2 separate regions of the Ovis aries genome follow, and region 2 is linked to region 1. A link is a contact called in public Hi-C data. All regions are on one chromosome and are shown on one strand. The core of a region is the stretch at or near the end of the contact, and the rest is flanking DNA. Distances in the headings are between cores, read along the strand shown.

The links. Hi-C and Micro-C count contacts between places; a contact is called where the count stands out from the background.
Region 2: a Hi-C map of omental adipose tissue shows a contact between it and region 1, with 2.6 times the contacts expected there. The contact joins two enhancer-like sites. A contact is called at or near these places in 5 of 16 Hi-C or Micro-C datasets (muscle, omental adipose tissue, skin fibroblasts and 1 more).

Annotation. Positions count from the first base shown.
Region 1 is chr9:21,054,895-21,059,988 of ARS-UI_Ramb_v3.0, reverse strand. No RefSeq gene overlaps it. Among named protein-coding and RNA genes, the nearest start is that of ST3GAL1, 97 kb to the right of the region's middle. Within about 2 kb of position 2,633, at least 12 of the 54 cell types and tissues checked have an H3K27ac peak or open chromatin away from gene starts, as enhancers often do.
Region 2 is chr9:21,177,766-21,182,859 of ARS-UI_Ramb_v3.0, reverse strand. The region is part of intron 2 of NDRG1 (N-myc downstream regulated 1); the gene reads right to left. Among named protein-coding and RNA genes, the nearest start is that of TRNAC-ACA, 13 kb to the right of the region's middle. Within about 2 kb of position 2,354, at least 14 of the 54 cell types and tissues checked have an H3K27ac peak or open chromatin away from gene starts, as enhancers often do.

The sequences.
Region 1 (5,094 bases), core at 1,384-3,883:
AGTGAAGTCGCTCAGTTGTGTCCGACTCTTTGCGACCCCGTGGACTGTAACCCAGCAGGCTCCTCCGTCCATGAAATTTTCCAGGCAAGAGTACTGGAGTAGGTTGCCATTTCCTTCTCCAAGGGATCTTCCCGACCCAGGGATCAAACCTGGGTCTCCCGCATTGCAGCCAGACGCTTTACCATCTGAATCACCAGGGAAGCTTAACATGCCTGCTTTAGAACAAAACTGTGAATCCCTTGTCCCCACAGCTTTGGTGGGAGATGGAGCACAAATAAGTCTCAGTAATGACTCATTTCATTCCCAGTATAAATCATCTCCACGAGTTTGTCCTCTCTATACCCCCACGGTATAGAGGGTCTCGAGGGTGTTGGACAGCTATTTCGGGAGACACTGCGAGGAGCTTAGGGGTTCCAAGCACAGGCTCAGAGCCTGACCACCTGCTTTACATTCAGGCTCCACTGCTGAGGAGCTGTGTGTACCTGGGCAAGCTGGTTTACGTCTCAGAGTTGTTTATCTTTAAAACGTACATGCCAGGAAGGGTACCTATCTCCCAGAACTGCATAGCAGGTAAGTTACATCTTGCAAACTGCAAACAGACTGGAGTTTGAGAGACACTTACTATCTGTTAAAGTGAAGTCGCTCAGTTGTGTCTGACCCTTTGCAACCCCATGGACGGAGAAGCCTGGCGTGCTACGGCTCCTCCGTCCATGGGGTTTTCCAGGCAAGAGTACTGCAGTGGGTTGCCATTTCCTTTTCCAGTGGATCTTCCCAGCCCAGGGATTGAACCCAGGTCTCCTGCATTGCAGGCAGACTCTTTAGCATCTGAGCCACCCCGGGAAGTACCTAATGCATATTAACTTTCCTTCTATTCTTTTAACTAAGTAAGTAATATTTATTTTTGGTGGAACGGGGTCTTTGTTGCTGCTCGTGGGCTTTGTCTAGCTGCGGCAAGCGGGGGCGATCTTCTCTGTGGGGCGCCGATTCGCCACCACAGTGGCTTCTCTTGTTGCAAAGCATGAGCTGTAGGGAGCATGGGGCAGTGGTTGCAGCCCTTGGGCTCTTCCCGGACCAGGGGTCGAACCTGTGTCCCCCGCATTCACAGGTGGAGTCTCAACCACTGGACCACCAGAGAAGCCCCTTTCATTCTGTATAAATAGAATGAATTCCCAAAGGCCCACATGGTCAACCAACACAAGTTTTAAGAGTCTTCTCTGTACCTGGTACTGTGCTTGTAGTTTGGAATTCCAAAGAGAAGAAACAGACTGCGTTCCTGGGCTTAGGGAACTTTTGTTTGTGACTTTGGGCGAGTGGCATCCTTCGGTGTCGAAGCTTGAGACACATCGATTTTGCCCAGGTCCCCCAGTGTACAGACCTGATAACAGGGATGCGGGACCCCGTGTGTAGCCACTACTGCCATGTTGCCTGCAAGAATGGGAGTGGCCTGGCTTCACTGGCAAAACCCACCCTCTCTTCCCAGTGTGCTTTCCCTGATGCCCAAATTACTCTTAGCATCTCCCTGAGTAGTTCGGTGGACTTGCTGAGGCAGCTGCCAGGAAGAGCTCCCTTCCCCCAGGAGACAGCTGCTCATGCCATCGCTGGGCTGTCTACCCTGGGACGGGCCATCTTGCACAGAAGGAGCCAGACAAAGGTGGCAGAAGCAGCCACCCAGACACACCAAGCTCCTAGTCTGCACACCAGCCCTTGTGATAACAGAAGGCATGGATGAAGACTGGGCTGAACAGCCTTGATTCCACTACCCCCTGTCTCTGGGGCCCCTCCCTAGGCTCTGGGCTGACCTGTCTGCATTTTGCTGAGCCTGCAGAAGGGAGCGCTCCACCCAGGCACCCTCAGGACTCTGGGGCCCTCTCACCAGTCAGCTCCCTGATGTCCATGACGTCGAGGAAGACATGGGTGGACATACTGCTCCTCTGCTATCCCAGATGGTCCCCCACATTCCCAGCCTCCCCGGCAGTTCACATGGGTAGATCACGTTGGCCAGTAGCCTGTGAGTGGAAGTGATGGGTGTGGACTCCAAGTTAAGAACTAGTGAGTCATCTCCACCCCCTCGTCCCTTTGCCAGTGACCTTGAAGACTGTGGATTGAAGTTGAGGTCGGCACAGTCACAAGACGAAGACAGTGGGGGAGCCTGAATGGACGGCCAAACCCACCAGCCTCTGACCCAGCAAGAAATAAGCCTCTGCCGCTTTGCCCTAAGTCACTGGGGTCTGTGGGCTTATTTGTTACTGTAGCACCAGCCTGTCGCATGCTGACTGATGCAGTCACGTCTGATCTTGAACCGTCTAACCCCTCATGGAGTTTGTGACCACAGGCAAGTAACTAACAGGCTCTGAGCCTCAAGTCTTCCCTGGAAGTGGTAGCACTAACTCATCCGTGGGGGCTCTTGTGAGAACTGAATGAGAAAAAGCATAATGAATGCCTGGAGCAGAGACAGGACTCAGAAAATGTGGGGCTGCCCTCTTGCCTTTCTGTAGACTTTGTCTTTTGGTACCCATTCTACAGATTGAGAAGCTGAGGTTCTAAGAAATCAGGTTTATCCTGTAAGTTACAAGGCTAATGAGTCACAGAAAGGGCGGGAGTCTTAAGCTAGCGAAATCTGAGGTCCAGAGGTCCAGCAGACCATGGGGAGAGCTAAGCTGTGTGACAATGTGACATCATTTAAAGCTTTTTAGCCAGTCCACACTTGCTGGGGTTTTGACCTTTTCCGACTGCGTCCAGCCTTTTCCTCTTGACCCAATTCTCTTGGCGAAGTGACAGAGATCTCAATGTCCTTATCTGGAGGGTGTGGACTTGATAATTCTCAATGCCAAGTCTTTTTTTTCCAGGCAAAGCTATATTGGGGCCACTACCGAAGCAGGGAGGGAAGCAAGAACAATCAACAGTTTCCCTTGCTTGCTGGCTCACTCCCTGAGGAGGGTTGAGCTGGTTCCTAAGATGGGGTGAGGGTAGGGGTGTGTCCTGGGGTCAGGCTGGAGAGGTGGTTTGCCCACCCCTTAGGAGGTGGTGTGTATGTGTTGGCAGGGGCGGCGAGAGGTGGGTGGCGGGGGGTGGGGTGGTGGCATGCATAGCCACTTGCTTTTGCCTCTGTCTCTTCAAAAGTGGTAATTGGTTTTGTTGTTGTTGTTGTTGTTTTTTTTTTTAGTGTCTTTGTATCTTTTGTCCAGAATTTGTCCCAACTAATCAATGCCAAGTCATTTTAAATCCTGACCTGGGTGTGTGTTTTCTCATACCATTTTCAGACACTCTGTGTTGACGATCTGGCCGAAGGCGATTCCACTGCGCCCTCTGGTGGCCAGTGTCTCTCAGTGTTCGGGTCCAGCTCTTGACCAAGGTCACCGTGGAATGTGGGCAGCTCCCAGGTCAGGGCAAACCAGGCTGTTGGGGGGCGCATCTCCAAATTACTTCATTTTGGAGCAGAGCAGACAGTTCCCTGTCCACACACTCTGGTGGGGATCTCAGCACCTTGCTTTTGGAGTCCTGGCTCTCCCCGCTCCTTCACTGGCAGGCGACTTCATCTCCTGGAATCTGTTTCCTTGTTAAATTCTCTTCTTCCAGAAACAGTGCCTCTTGGCAGGATTGCTGGCGGATTAAATGAGACTAATGTAGGCAAAGCCCTTAACCCCCGTTGACAGCATGTGAAAGGGAGTTATGATCATCATTAAGAAGCTCCCATGTTTTCTGGCGTTGCTGTCTCCCTGGCATAAGACTGTGACCTTCCGATGTCAGGGAAACTGTCTTGCCCATCCCCAGCCCCCAGTGGCTCTTGGTACATATTTATCAAATGACATGTATATATAAATATATATATATAACATTGGGCTTCCCAGGTGATGCTGTTGATAAAGAATCTGCCCACCAATGCAGGAGACATCAGATGTGGGTCTGATTCCTGAGTCGGGAAGAGCCCCTGGAGGAGAGCATGGCAACCCACTCCAGTATTCTTGCCTGGAGAATCCCATGGACAGAGGAACCTAGAGGGCTATGGTCCATATGGCTGCAGAGTCCGCCACAACTGCGTGACTAACACACACATACCTAACATCAGGAATCACGGTTCCCACTTCGCAGAAAAGTCCCTGTCTGAATCCAGGTCTTTGACAGCAAGGACCTGTGGACATCATGGTGGGGCGGAAGGCACCCTCAGGGCTCTCGAGTTTCTGCAGTAACAGGTTATACGTAGGCACCAGTACATCATGAGAAATGCTGGACTGGAAGAAACACAAGCTGGAATCAAGATTGCCGGGAGAAATATCAATAACCTCAGATATGTAGATGATACCACCCTTATGGCACAAAGTGAAGAGGAACTAAAAAGCCTCTTGATGAATGTGAAAGAGGAGAGTGAAAAAGTTGGCTTAAAGCTCAACATTCAGAAAACTAAGATCATGGCATCCGGTCCCATCACTCCATGGGAAATAGATGGGGAAACAGTGGAAACAGTGTCAGACTTTATTTTTTTGGGCTCCAAAATCACTGCAGATGGTGATTGCAGCCATGAAATTAAAAGACGCTTACTCCTTGGAAGAAAAGTTATGACCAACCTAGATAGTATATTCAAAAGCAGAGACATTACTTTGCCGACTAAGGTCCATCTAGTCAAGGCTATGGTTTTTCCTGTGGTCACGTATGGATGTGAGAGTTGGACTGTGAAGAAGGCTGAGCACCAAAGAATTGATACTTTTGAACTGTGGTGTTGGAGAAGACTCTTGAGAGTCCCTTGGACTGCAAGGAGATCCAACCAGTCCATTCTGAAGGAGATCAGCCCTGGGATTTCTTTGGAAGGAATGATGCTAAAGCTGAAACTCCAGTCTTTGGCCACCTCATGCGAAGAGTTGACTCATTGGAAAAGACTGTGATGCTGGGAGGGGTTGAGGGCAGGAGGAGAAGGGGACGACAGAGGATGAGATAGCTGGATGACATCACTGACTCAATGGATGTGAGTCTGAGTGAACTCCGGGAGTTGGTGATGGACAGGGAGGCCTGGTGTGCTGCAATTCATGGGGTCGCAAAGAGTTGGACATGACTGAGCGACTGAACTGAACTGAAGCACCGCTTCTCCAGGACTGGAGAAAG
Region 2 (5,094 bases), core at 1,105-3,604, 120 kb before region 1:
GAGCCATGGCGCTAGCTCCCTTCTCCTTCATCCCCACACCAGTGGGATGTCCCCAACAGAGGGACGGCCACAGAGACAGCCCCATGGTCATCTCTGGGCAGGGTACTCTGCTCCCTGCTGGGGTGGGGTGGGGCAAGCAGGGAGGAGAAGGGACTATCTCAAGCCAAGATGACAGGACTGAGCATTTGGGAAGACTTTGAAAGAAAAAAGAGCTTGATGAGCCAGAGTGGGGGCAGGAAAGCAGGGGTGGGGGGCAGGGGTGGGGGCAGAGATCGGGGTAGGCCAGAAGGGGCCCCCCGGGCTCTGATGCCAGGGCAGCTGCAGGAGAACCGGAGCAAGGCGGAGCGGATTCCAGCGGTGGGAATGCCACCGCAACCGGCTGCCCTGGGGCCCGAGGCTTGGGGGATGACAGGCCTTGAGCACACTCCCTCCTGGGGGGCTCAATCAGGGACCTGGAGGCATCAGTATTCCTTCTTAGGGGTGAAGAGTCAAGCGGAGAGACTGAAGCTCCCCCAGCCCAGTAGTGGGGTGAACTGCAATGAACCCAGAAGGAGGGGTAGGTGCTGCGGGCAGAGCTGCAGAGATGGGAGTGAAGGAGTAAGTGATGGGAGACCAGGGACCCCCACCAGGTCACAGACCCAGACCTTCTAAATCGGGAACTGGGTGAAAACCTGCTACTTTTCAGAGCAGGGACCTCGCCCCAAACTCTCCATGGCTCCTCAGATGTAACAGCCAGCCAGAGAGCACAGGTCTCCGAACTTCTCAATTTCAGCTCCTCTGAGGACCCAGGTCCCTGCACCTAGAGGAACCCTCTTTGTAAAACACCTCTCAGGGGTCAGCGGGTGACAGAGCGGGGCCGCCCCACACGCCACCCGCCCCCCACACCAGCACATGGTACTCCGTGGGCAGATCCCCTGGGACGCTCTGGTCTGGGCCCCCAGTAGATAACCAGCCCCACAAGAATGCCTTTATGCAGCCTCTGGAGTCTAGGCTCCAGAACATTCTGAAAACAAAGTCGGTTTTATATTTGCGAGCATTCCTGGGCAGCTGCCAGCTCGGAGGCAGGAGGCATGAAAAGCCAAGGTCTGCCGGCCTTGCTAACTCAGCGTGTTCACGGTCCCGAGACCCTGGCTGTGAGACACCTCGCCTACACAGGCCGGGGAGCCTTCCAGAGGCTCACGGCTCTGGCAACGCTAAGAGCTTGTCACAGGGGCTCCTTCAGAACCCAGGGGTGAAGTCAGGGTCTCTGGCTATTCCTGGGCCTCCGTCCCCACCTGCCAGCTCCCCAGGACAGGTAGGTAGCCTACCTGGCTCATTCCCTTCCCTCCCTGCAGCTCCTAGCATCACAACAGACAGAATAAACAGACAGATGAACAGCCTTTATGCAGCTTCACAGCAACTGATCACTCAGTTGCGTCCGACTCTGCAATCCCAAGGACTGTCGCCTGCCAGGTTCTCCTGTCCCTGAAATTCTCCAGGCAAGAATACAGGAGCAGGGTGCCACTTCCTCCTCCAGGGGGATCTTCCCAACCCAGGGATCGAACCTGCTTCTCGTGCATCTCCTGCGGTGGCAGGCTGATTCTTTACCACTGCGCCACCTGAGAGGCCCACGTTTGCGTTTACATTCACTCTTACGTGGTTTAGTAAACCACACAAGTGAAATGCCTTGAAAACAGGTCCACGTGTATTTCAGGCTGCAGCTCAGCCCAGTGTGGTCAGGTCTCCTTGGCTGGCTTGACTCCAGTGTGATCCCACTGGAGGATCAGCCTTCACCTGGCCTCTCACCCTCCCTCAGAACCAGAAAGAGTTCAGGCCCAGCCTTCCTGGCTTCCCAAACGTGCTCCCGGAGAAATCCCTTTACCCCACACCTTCTTTTCCTCCTACAACTCAGCTTCCCAGACCTCAGGAGACAGTGGCTTGAAAACCGGTGAATCCCCCTTAAACAGTATTTGAGAACTGCTCCTTTTTGGAAGCTGGAGGAGGCCTCAGGGAGCCGCACCCCTCATGTGCTCAGGGCCCTGGGGAGACTCAGAGGGGAGCTCACAGAGGACTATCACAGTGTTTGTGCAGACAAGGGTGCTTTGGTCCCCTCATCTGGCGAGGTCCAGAGACATTCTTGATCAGCACCACTGGGAGATGCTGCTAGCATCCAGCTCATGCAGACCAGGGCGGCTGCTGACCACGCCACGGAGGCACAGGGCACCCACGGCAGAATTATCTGGCCCCAGGAGTGAAGCGGCTGAAACGCCCTGGGCCCAGACCAAGAAGCAGCCAGTGAGAACCCCAGGGCTCTGCAGTCTGCAGGGCGACCAGATAAAGCAGAGGACACTCCAGGTTCTCCTCGTCCCCGGGGGATGGGCGTGGGTAGGAGGTGCGGTTCCCGCAGGCCTGGGGCAGCCTGTGGCTCATAACTGTAACTGGACACGTCCCGACAGGTGAGCTCAGCCAGGACCTCCAGCCAGGTCACTGCCTGCGATTCCCAAGACCACCCAAATGGGCTGTAGAAGGTGCACCTTGAGCCCCGGGCCCCCCACACCCCCACCCCGCCTCTCTGAGCTAGGGTGCTCTCAGTCCAACTCAGCAGACTTAGGCCCCTTGAGGCCCCTTAACCCCGTCTCTGTTGCATCCATCAATAAACTTTGCAAACTTTTGTCTCAGAAGCTGTGGGTTTAAAGGAAACCTTATAAGGAAGTTCAATGTATAAAACTGTTTTTAAGAAGAAAGCTGACATGTTTTAGATAAAGCCAGGGACACCTCGTGTTCCCCCTCCCTATCGTCTGCCCCCCACGAGGCAAGACCAGCCCTCAGAGCCCTTCTGAGCTCCAGGAAGCATGTGCTGTAAGGAGGTTTACTCGGAGGTAGTTTTCCTGCACAGCAACTGCATGCGCCAGACACTGAGTGAATCGAGAAAGGACCTATCACAGCTCTGTGATGAGACCTGACTATGTGACAAGTCAGGCGTAGACAGGAGGTGACCTGGTTTCGGTGCCGGGGCTGGTGCCCCCTGCCCTGTTCCCTTCAGGCTCCACTCAGAGGGTGCCCACACCTGGGGTCACCCCCCGCAGCCAACCTACAGCCCCACTGGGCTCAACAAGCTCTCTCCCTGGGTTTGAGACCAAGCGCCGGATGCCAAGCCTGCCCTTCTCCACCGCCTCCTGCAAAGTCCCAGCACAGGATGTAGGGCTGCAGAGGGCCAAGGCAGGGGGCGGAGGGTTGCAGGTGGCAGTCCTGCAGGGGGCCAGGCAGCACCGGGCATGGTGGTGGAAGCCTGGGTGTCTGACTCCCAGCCCCCTATGCCATCCTGTAGGGTGGACTCTGTCTCAGCACAGAGGGAAGCCACTCCACACAGGAAATGAGGTCGGGACAGGTCTCCTGCCAAAACCCCACTCAGTGCACACAGCAGGGTTCCAGGTTACAACGCCAGCTGCCAGACTGATTTATACCACTTCTTCCTTTCCCACCTGCCTGCCCAGAAGGAATTCTGAGAAAATCAATATTGCAGAAGTGAAAGGCAGCCAGGAGTTAGTGGGGAGGTGGGGGGAGATCTGAGGGTCATACCTGAACATTACCATTGATTAGTTCTGTGATCTAACCTCTGAGCCTCAGTCTGCTCATCTGTAAAATGGGCATAACAACTCCTGTTCCCGGCGAGTAGTGGGTGGCCTTCAATGCAACCATGGCACACAGAATCGGGCAAACAGCTGCTTCATTGATCAGTGCACTTCCCTGGTTGCCTCAGAGACCCAGGGCGATCTGTGGGGACAGGGTCTGTATTTTAAACATTCTTAATCCCTCAGTGGCCCAGCAAGGATGGGACACAGAAAAAGGTTCAGCAGGTGTCACATGGGTTTCCAGCAATCAGACCCAACGTGCTACCACTCGGGTCAATGAGTAACAAAGGCCCAAGGGGAAGGCGCGGGTTGGGGGGGCAGGCAAATACCTTTCCAGTTCAACGGACCCAGGAGCCAGTCAGCAATGAGCTGGACTCCATGGGTTCCAGCAAAGCCAAGACTGAGATTTGCTTGGAGGAGTGAAGAAGGTGACCTCGGGGACTGGGAAGGCAGCGGGCGAAGGCATCTCAGGCTATGAGGCCACGTGAGAGCTGTTAGTCGGTCACCCTGAGAGCGAGGGGACACACAGCGCCTGGGATTCTCACAAGCCCTGATGGAGCAGCAGGAACGCTGTTTAGGAGCTGGGGCGTGGGAACCCTGCCCCTCCCAGCCACATGACTGTTACCAAGCCATTCATCCCCTCCCTGGGCCTCGGCTTCCCATCTACAAAATATGTGGCAAGTGTTCTACAGACACTGTTGTTCTCGTTTAGTTGCTAAGTCGTGTCCAGCTCTTGTGACCTGCCAGGCTCCTCTGTCCATGGAATTCTTCAGGCAAGAATACTGGAGCAGGTTGCCATTTCCTTCCCCAGAGGATCTTCCTGACCCAGGGATCGAACCTGTGTCTCCTGCGTTGGCAGGTAGACTCTTTACTGCTCAGCCACCTGAGAAGCCCTCTGTGCACATCACATAGTCCCCAAGACCCCGGACGGATGGGAGTCCAGGCAGGAAGGTGCTGCATGCAGACGAAAGGGAGGTGCCCCCGGGGTGCTGTGAGGGCCTCTTGCAGCATGGCTCTGCTCAGGCCATCTGCCCTGGGAACCTGGAGGACGCTCTTCTCCCAGCCTGGACCTCCTCCTCATCCCTAAGACTGGAGTCCTCCACCAGCTCTGGCATTCCTCCAACAAGCCACCTGGAGGGGGCATCTGCCCTTCCTCTTTGGCAAATTCTGCTGGGCCCCTAAAGCCCCTCCGAGGCGGGGGCGGGGGTGTCTAGCACAGAAATACCCAGAGTGTGCTTGGGGAGCCCCCAGCCTCACCCTCCACAGACACAGACGATGACAGCGACAAGAACTTCACGGTGCCTCCTAGGCTCCAGACTCCATCTCCCCTTTGAGCTTTCCAGTAGCCCTAGAAGGTGGACCGCATCATGTCACCATACAACAGGGAAATGGAGGCACAGAGAGATTAAGAAACGGACCTCAAGTCACCAAGCATCAAGACAGCACAGTTTAAAAAAAACAACGTTAAAGGGGGCAGTTGACC